2 separate regions of the Mus musculus genome follow, and region 2 is linked to region 1. A link is a contact called in public HiChIP or PLAC-seq data. All regions are on one chromosome and are shown on one strand. Each heading gives the region's core, a stretch centred on a gene start, on an enhancer-like site or on the middle of the called end of the contact. The rest is flanking DNA. Distances are from core to core; before and after follow the strand shown.

What was found. HiChIP or PLAC-seq counts read pairs in DNA pulled down with a chosen protein or histone mark.
Region 2: a contact with region 1 is called in an H3K27ac HiChIP or PLAC-seq map of embryonic stem cells, with 10 read pairs. The contact joins the enhancer-like site here to the promoter of Sulf1 in region 1. A contact is called at or near these places in 4 of 484 Hi-C or Micro-C datasets (Sertoli cells, embryonic stem cells and uterus), 7 of 115 datasets of contacts at active chromatin or transcription factors (embryonic stem cells, heart atrium and stem cell-derived epiblast-like cells) and 3 of 9 other capture datasets (adipose tissue, embryonic stem cells and pancreatic islet).

The regions. Positions count from the first base shown.
Region 1 is chr1:12,690,523-12,695,196 of GRCm38.p6, reverse strand. Sulf1 (sulfatase 1) reads right to left here and starts at 2,767. Exons shown (of 22, transcript NM_001198565.1): 1 at 2,513-2,767.
Region 2 is chr1:12,742,164-12,746,837 of GRCm38.p6, reverse strand. The region is part of intron 2 of Sulf1 (sulfatase 1); the gene reads right to left. Among named protein-coding and RNA genes, the nearest start is that of Sulf1, 52 kb to the right of the region's middle. Within about 2 kb of position 1,932, at least 39 of the 459 cell types and tissues checked have an H3K27ac peak or open chromatin away from gene starts, as enhancers often do. A contact at or near this core is called in embryonic stem cells, stem cell-derived epiblast-like cells and uterus, where this site is marked.

The sequences.
Region 1 (4,674 bases), core at 1,518-4,017:
AGGACACAGCTACAGGACACACAGAACCTCACCCCACTCAGGTTCTTTCCCTGAGAGAGACCCCTACGTGTTCAAACTCTCCTACAGCTGTTAGAACACTGATGGGACTCATGTGTTGGCAGCCTAGTCTTGTCAGGAAGAGACCAAATGTCACACTGAGGGATGTAGAAGTCACCACAAATAAGTCTCTCAATGTTTTCCAGTTGGACCAGGTAGATCCAGATTTTGCCAAGAAATGGAGATTGGCCTGTGGTCTCTGTCTTTTAAGTTAGCGTTTTCTGTTCATTGAGTTATTTTACATTGCTTTGTTAGGGAGACAGAAACATAAGTTTGTGTCTTCAAGGTGTGAATTTACTATGTGCCAACACTCAGTATCTTGTTTGTGCTCTGCTGCCTTGGACAGGTGAATCTTTGGGATGGGAGAAGGGGAATCTCCCACATTATCTACCTTCTGAGCAGCCAACTTGGTGATCAGTCTCCAGGCATAGGCTCCTGGGGCCCATGTGGGGCTTCCATTCATAGGCAGAACTTTGTCCTTGCCTTTGTTAGAATACCACTGTGGGACATCTCCTTGGGTGAAAGCCAGCCCAACAGCAGGGCTTTATGTTGTCCCAAAATGATGCTACAATGGTACCAAATGGCCTGGTCGGTAAGCTCTGAACTTGCTCCATGCAGTAAGGAGCTCCCATCCTGATATGGTGGGAGATATTAGTCTCCCTTTCCCTATTCACTTTTGAAACTTCAGTTCCACAGTAAAACTAATATGGAATGAATGGAATTACAAACGGTGTCAGCTTGTGAACTAAGTCCTATTTCATTTTGGTTATGTAATATTGGGACTCAGATAATGCTCAGTCACTGGTGGGAGAATGCTTCTCCCTGAAGATGTTCGAACCTTGGCCAGGACATTCTGAAAAACAAACACCTCTGCACCATACTGGGATACTGGTTTTGTTTTAACTTTTTAAAAAAAAACGAGCTTTGAAAGTCAGCTGTATGATCACAAAAATGTAAGACTGAACCCTGAAACCGAATGTTAGAGACCTTGAGTCAAACCAGAGTCCCAGGCATTCATCCTGTTGCTCTACCTATTACATAGCTCCTACTTGCAAACATCCCAGATGTAGTGTTGTATACAAAAATCTCTCACCTGCAAAGAGTAAGGACCAAGTTGGATTTCCCTATCCAATTTGCAATTCTTGTAGGGCCAGGTTCTTCCACAGTGCAGGTATATGGTTTCTCAGAAAGAGTCAGTCTCTGAATGCAGTGCAAGAAGTAACCCAGACTCACCCATTTTGCTCAAACACTTGAAAAATAAAAATACCTTCTTAATCCCTCAGAAAATAAGGCACTGATTTGAAAGGCTTTTTTTTTTTTTCGACATAAGATGTTGCATGTAATGTCCCTTGTTATATTCCATTCAATTAAATCCTGGTGGGTGATTTTGGCAGAGCAGTTAGCCACACATCAGATGACAACTCACTTACTGTTGCTCGGCACCCCATGACCATTAATTTCCAATGACTAACTTGTAATTAAAATCTTTGTGTTTATTTGTTTATAGCCGGGGCTGAACATCTATTTACATTTAATTAACACTGTTTAAAGCCTATAAATGCAGCGACTTTAATGATCCATCCTAGCTATGCTGCTTTAGTTTTTCCTGACTTGTAAAACTCACACACAGATCTGCAAGTGAATTACATCCATCTGCTCCCCCGCAGCTGCAACCGGGCTACGTTAGAGAGCCATTTCCCCCTACCCCCCCTCTTTGCTTGGCTTCCAGCTCTAAGTATTTTTGTTTCAGAGCCGACCCAAAGACTGCACCGACGGGAGCCAGCCCTTTTCTCCTGAGGAGTTCCCGGACTTAGTCTTCAGAAATGATTAAAAGCCACTCTTGCTCCATCCCAAATCGACGCAATCTACCTTCCACAAATTCGGTTAACAAAGCGTTTCCGACTCTGCCGGCTTAGAAGAATCTTTTCTTATTGAGAAGAACGCAACAGTTTAAAGTGAACTCTTTAATGGTGAGAGCTAAAATCAACGCTTTCTTGGCCTTGCCCATCCTTGATGAGCAGTCTACACCTACTCTTCTGCGCCTATAACGGGAACCTCAAGGCACCCGGGCTCCCGAAGACAGTATCTTCGTTACACCTTCAAAAGCAACGCAGGAGAAGCATTAGCGCTACAAAGACAGCCGAGCCAGAGCTATGTGCACTGTTATCTGTCAGTCGTACAATAGCAGCATTGATGGAACGGCGAGGACCGGCTTTGACAAGTGTGCTGGGCTAGCATTACATTCCATTCCAAACTACGGCGAGAGAGAGAGAGAGAGAGAGAGAGAGAGAGAGAGAGAGAGAGAGAGAGAGAGAGAGAAGGAGAGGAGAGGAGAGGAGAGGAGAGGAGAGGAGAGGAGAGGAGAGGAGAGGAGAGGAGAGGAGAGGAGAGGAGAGGAGAGGAGAGGAGGAGAGGGAGAGGAGAGAGAGAATTGATTTGGTGTCTTTTACTTTACCTGAAAATACTGCGTTTCTTGTGGCTGCTGCAAATGAATTCCTCCTCCTCTTTCCCAAAGCCAAGTACTTGGATTTGCCTGCAACTCTCACTTGGAGAAGACCACACAGCTCCAGCAGGGCAGCCTTCCTTCTCTTAATCCCCACTCGAATGTGATGACACACACTAACCCCAACCATCTGTTGAAACACGTCCTCAAGCACTCAGCACAGTGCTGTGTCAAGACAGGCTGCCCAATCCAATTGCTGGGGCTGAGAGTCTCTTACGGATTGGAGGCGGAGGGCTGGGCAGGGACGGGGAGGTCGGAGAACTCCCCAGCCAAGTAACCTGAGATTTTCGGAGAGAAAGAACTGCTACAAAAGGAGGAGTGGGAGGTGCGGCGGGGAAGGTAGAGCGAATGAATTATTCTGGTGGCCAGTTGTGCGTTACTTTTCACAAGTCTCTGTGCTCCTGGGTGGGTGGAGGGGGTTCTCGGTGGGATGCCCAGGAACACTAAAAATCTTTTACAGCTAATCTATTGAGGGCAATGTCCTCAGCAAGCCGCTCCCCCCATCACCCCACGGGAGATAAAAGATTCTTCTTGTCATGCTGATAAAGTGTTAAATGTGGGAGTAGTTTGCACTGAAATGTGACATCTACATTTTGAAATCTAAACTCCTGCCTCCCTTTGATTGGGGGCGGCCGCCTCAAACATTCCTGAAAGGGCTTGGGGGGTGGTGTCGCAGCTTTGAGCCGAAACTTCTTTTTCTCACTGGGCTCTTCACGTGTCTCTCAGGCTAAACCAGAGAGACGGTCAATGAAAACCATTTCACTCTACTTCTCCAAAGCAACTCATGCTTTCCTAGATAAAGGTGGCTTTTAATCACTTTCTACACCCACAGCCATCTCGGTATTACAGCTCCTGGTACTAGAAGGCTACACTCTGCCAGTAATTGTTTTTATTGGTTTCTAGTTAATTGTGCTTATTACATCCGCGTAACTCAAGCGTCTCATTAATAATTTTGCTTTGAAATATTTTCAGTTTGGGGTTGTTTAAATACATCCTTCTTGTGTACTTTTTTCAAAATGCAGTTTTCTGAATTGTATTTATAAAAGTATTTACATTAATAACCTGATTCAGAAAAGTGTTAGATTTTTTTTACATATAAGAAGATATTGAGAAATAAATTCATTACTTAAAAAAAATCTTATTCTTTCAAAAATTCCATGAGACATCCAAGGAATTTGGATAATCTTAAAGAGTAAAGAGGAATTTTAAATACCATCTACTGCCTAACTGTGCCTGTTGGAAGCTAACATTTAACTATTACACCTTTTGAGGTTTGTGGTGAGAAAACCAATCATTTATGGGGTGGGGGAGGGTGGGGGAGGGTGGGGGAGGGTGGGGGAGGGTGGGGGAGGGGGTTAAACTTCCCTAAAGCCTAAAAGATCCAGATTACCGATAGGTAGCTGTGTTTGGCATATCAATGTCATGAAAATAATTTTTTCAGTTACAAGCAGCATTGGCTGATTGGCTTTCTTGTTGTTGTTGTCTCGCAAGGTTCTGTGATGTTATATAAGGATGCTTACAGTTGCTTCTGGTGCAAGTTTCCAAAGCACAGAGGACAGGAGAGGGTTTCTGTGAAGTGATCTCTCTCCCACGGGGTCATCAGGAGGAGGCAAGGAGAGTAGGATGGGGAGGTGGGAGCTTTGACTTCGTTTGCTTATTATCTTCCCAGAGTGATTATGAGGTGTCTGCTTTACTATGTATCACAAGTTCACTAAGCTACCCCTGACTCCTGAGCACCCACATCCAGAAACAAGCAACACAGACATTGTCAACAATGCAATTGGCAGGACAGGCCTAAGGCTTCCCTGGGGACCATAAAAATTTAATAGTGCCAATTACTGTCGAGCAATTTTATTCTGTCTTGTTTTTGGAGGAGTGGGTAATAGTTAATCCACCAGACCTCAGTCTGGAACTCTGCATTGCCTCAACTGTGTAGATGGAAAAGACCCCGGAGACATTATTAAGCCAGTTTGCAATCTCTTAAACTGTAAGTTGAGTTACAAAAGTAAAACTTAAGAAACTGTAAAGGTGTTAAATCAATATGTTTCATCCACCCTGTGCCTGTAACTTCCCTTCATGGGACATTTCCCTGGGGGTCGTCTCTGACTTACATT
Region 2 (4,674 bases), core at 683-3,182, 52 kb before region 1:
TGCTAATGATTTCCAATGATTGTAGATCTAAATGCCAAAAGATATTTCCGATCGGAGGACTAATAGACATCCCCAACTCAATTACTGAAACCACTGAACTCCGGAGGTGAGTCCCTCCATCCCGCTTTCCATCCCTCTTCCCTCCTCCTCTCTTAAAAATGCTTCTCACATTTGCTATCCAACTGATTAGGTAATACTGTTGGTTCTTCCTTTATAAATAGCTGGTGTCTATTTCTGAAGCTTCTCTTACTATAAGTGTGAAGTTCTCTCCTCTATTTTAATAGCCTCGTAGTAAGTCTCTTCTTGCTGCTGTTGTTCATCTATCATCTGCTTCTAGCACAGCAAAGAGAACCTTTGGAAACATAAGTCAGAAAGCACTATTCCTTTATGTGAACTTCAATAACGGTTTCCCTTTCATCCAGAGAAATCGCCTTAATCTTCCCATGGCCTATGGGTCATGTATTGGCCTGCGGTGACTCTGATACCATTTCCGGACACTACTGTGACACTACTGTGCACAGTCTCTCTGTGGTTCTCATATTGCATCAGACTACTTATAGTGGTCTTTTTTTTTACTTTTTTATTTTTTTGGTTTTTCGAGACAGGGTTTCTCTGTGTAGCCCTGGCCGTCCTGGAACTCACTTTGTAGACCAGGCTGGCCTCGAACTCAGAAATCCGCCTGCCTCTGCCTCCCGAGTGCTGGGATTAAAGGCGTGCGCCACCACGCCCGGCTTTTTTTTTTTTTTTACTTTTTTATTTTTTTGGTTTATAGTGGTCTTTTTATGTTAGTTTTTTCCTCGATGGAATGCTTTCTTTCTTAAAGATTATTTTTATTATTCTTAATTATGCATATGTATTGGGGACACATATGCATGTGAACACAGATACCCTGGGGCTAAAGTCATAAGTAGTTGTCAGTGCCAACAGGGGTGCTGGGAACTGAACTTGTGGGTATCCTTAACCACTGAGCCATCCCTCCATTTCCTGGTGTTCTATAAGATTCCCAGCTTCGACTTCTCTATGTCCTTCAAATTTAAACCTTTTCTCAGCAAACCTTCCTTTTTAGCATTGCAATGTACCTGATTGCTCATTTTGCTCTCTGTTCTAATAGACTATATAGACTTGGTAGAAATGAGTAGATTATCTTCCTCCTCTTACTAGAACATGATATACACAGAGTTCCAGGTCTCTAAATATTTTACTCGCTGATACATTTCAAATTCTTAGAATGAGGCTTGGCATATTCTATAGTTTGATTATTTTTTGTTTTTTATTTGTTTGTTTTGTATTTTATAGTGTGTCTTATTATGTAGCTCAGGCTCACATTTGAATTTGTGAGCCTTCTGCACTGGCCTCTTGAAGGCTGAAATTATGGGCACATGGCATCCTGATTGGTTTCATAGTTTGATTCTTAGATGTGCCCCAAAGGTTTTTCTCTGAAGGTTTTGTTGATCAACTCTGGTGTACCCAGGAAGTAGTGAAACCTTTAGGCAGGAAGTCTAATGGAAGACAGAGCATTTGGGGCCTGCCTTCGAAGGGAATATCGACATCCCTGTCTCATCCATGAAGTGAGCAGTCTTCTCTGCCACACACTTCGGTCTTTTGTCCTCTCCTGACACAGTGCAAACAAAGTGTTTTCCTGAGTTGATCTGCTCAGGTGTTGTCACAATGACAGGCATTTAAAACACACCTGGCCTGTAGGAATGCTTGGTGAATATTGGTTGCATTGATGAATGTTTAAGTAAAGGAAGAAACAAAGCAAAAAAGAAAAAGAATTAAATAGGTCTCCAAGCTATTTACTTGAAAATCCTTTTGTTGAGACATCAAAAGAAATTCCTTCCTCAAATACTTTGCCTGACACCAGAGCCTCTATAACCCAGCCTGTCTGGTTTCCCAATTAGAGTGAACAAATGCCAAGTGGCTGAAAAATTCTCCCCCACATTACACTACGAGGTGTCAGTCCACCTCACCCTTTAGGAATGGCTATGCACACTCTGGGGACATTACAATGGCAGCTTTTCAAAGGTGGAACTAGCTGAGTGGCATTTGAGGATCTGATACAAAATCCCAACCTCCAGCAGGTTTATCTAAAGGCTTGGCCAAGGTTCCCGGAAGCCTGGCCCACCCTGAAAGAGAACCCGGGCTGGTAGACCTTTTCAAATGGAAACTATGCAAAATGCAGTGGCTTCCTGTGCTTTCACCCCCAAACCAGGTGGAACCTGAGGCTTTAGCAAAGGCGTCCTTTTAAATTCTTAACTGGGCAATGTAAACCAAGGGGAGAATGTTTGGGAAAAAAAAAAAAAACAATCAAAAAACAAAGTGAAACTAAACCCATAGTTTTCAACAGTTTTCAACAACCAACTTAAAATCTCTGCTCTTTTAACAGAATAGTCACTACATTGCCACAATAACGCACTAGGTTTTTGTTCTACTGTTAAAATTGCTGGGGTCCTCAACCTGCATGCTGAGGTCAAGGTATCATTTCCACATGATGGGTTCTGTAATCAAAGATCTGAGGTAAAGGGTGACTAGCCAAAGCCAACCTGAAGAACAAACCAAGAGACTGGACATCACAGTCAGGGCAGACTTCCTTACCTAATTTACCTAACTTCCTTACTGCTATTAACTTAAAGAGATTAGAAATACAGAAGGAAAAGGGACAGTTGATTTTAAGAATCCCATAGATTAATGGTCTACAACCTGTGGACCCCTGGAATTGCAGATCAGATTTTTACATTATGATTCATAATAGTTGCAACATTACAGTTATGAAGTAGCAACAAAATAATTATAAGTTGGGGGTATTACTGCAGCATGAGGAACTATATTAAAGGGTCACAGCATTAGGAAGGTTGAGAACTACTGTTGTAGATGTAAAGGAAGATTAAATATTAAAAAAGACTGTATAATATTGATAGTAACAATACCATGAGAACCAGATTTAAACTACAAAGTAGCCGGTGTGTGTTTCTGTGTTATACAGTTGGAATACTTCTGAATTTTAGGAACCCTTTAGGACTGGACTGAAGCTATGCTAGGTAAAATGTGTAGCCAATGTAGAGATTTTTTTTTTTTTTTTACTGTTGCTCTCATGTGCAAGAGGAATATTTCTAAAATGAATGAGCCTACATTTATAGTACACATTTATGTAGAGATTTTTAACATCGACAATTTTTAAGAGACTTCTATAAGTCTTACATTTTTCATTTATGAATATTATTTCACATTATATCCCTTTTCAAGATATTGAATTAAGATGTTAGAGGGGCTGGAGTGATGCCTCAGGCAGGGGTTAAGACCATTGGCTGCTCTTCCAGAGGACCTGGGTTCAGTTCTCTGCACCCCTTAGTTCCAGGACATCTGATGCCCTATTCTGGCCTTCAGGGACACAAGACATACATGTGGTACATATGCATACATGCAGGCAAACACTCATACATACAAAATAAAATCAAATGAATCCTTAAAGAAAAGATTTTAGGAAAAAACTCTGAAAATGAAAACGGAGAACATTTCCTGTCATTCATGGCAATTTAACTATCTTTCCTTTTGAGTTAACTTTTTGACATAGGAAGGTGCAAGACAGGCAGTCCAAAAGACAATCAAGTTTAAATTTAAAAGCCACCAGAGTACTTGTAAAGGTTCTCGACGTTCTAATCCTGCTGTTCATACAGAAACCCTTGAAGGAAGTCATTCCGTTCCCAGCTTCTTATCATCGTTATCCTATAGACTCTGGAAGGAAGCATGTTGCCTTCTTCCTTTTGGGTACAATCCTAAAGTTGTGCAGGGGACTAAGCTCAGCACAGAACTAGTTCAGCTGCAGCCCTGAGATCTAGCTTATGTGGATCTGGTTTCTCAGTTGATTTCTCCATTGCTGAAAACCGGCAAATGTTACAAAAACACATAGGCATTTATCAGTCTCCTCTAAATGTTCACACTTTAACCAATACAGATATCTTTAACAACAGTTATTCATTTCTTCATTGAATCTTTCCATGTGCTGAAGCCTCAGCCCCCACTGGCAATGCAGATCTCAGTGAGAGCCCATCAGTACCTGTGAGGATCTCAGTGCCCAGTGGGGATGGACAGAAAATGATGGGTCTGGCTGAAGGTTACTTGGTGGACTCAGCAGAGATGTGGGAATGAAAGATGCTGTGTCTGTTGGCCTATAACCCCAGCTACTCAGGTTTTGGAAGCTGGAGTTTCCCAAGCCCAAGTCTAGCCTGAGCCATAGTGAGGCCTTGTCTAGAACCGAGATTTAAAAGGGCTGTAAAAGCTAAAAACGAAGCACAGTGGTGAAGTAGTATGAACATGTGTGAAGCCCTGTCTTCAATTCCTAGCACCCAAGGAAAAGAAGACAGAATGAAAGAAAAGGAAAAAAAAGATTTAGGACTTAATTCAGGGGAAGGGTGCTTGCTGGCTAGAAAGCTCTAGCGTTGAGGGGAAATAAATAGAAAAGATATAATTAGCCTATGAAGGCTTACACTTAGAAATTGCATATCTGTTCAGAATTTTTAAAAAGATTTATTTATTTATTTATTTATTTATTATTTATTTAATATGCATGAGTACTCTATCTGCATGTACACCTGCATGCCAAAGAGGGCATCAGATCCCATTATAGATGGATGTGAGTCACTATGTGGTTGCTGGGAACTGAACTCAGGACCTCTA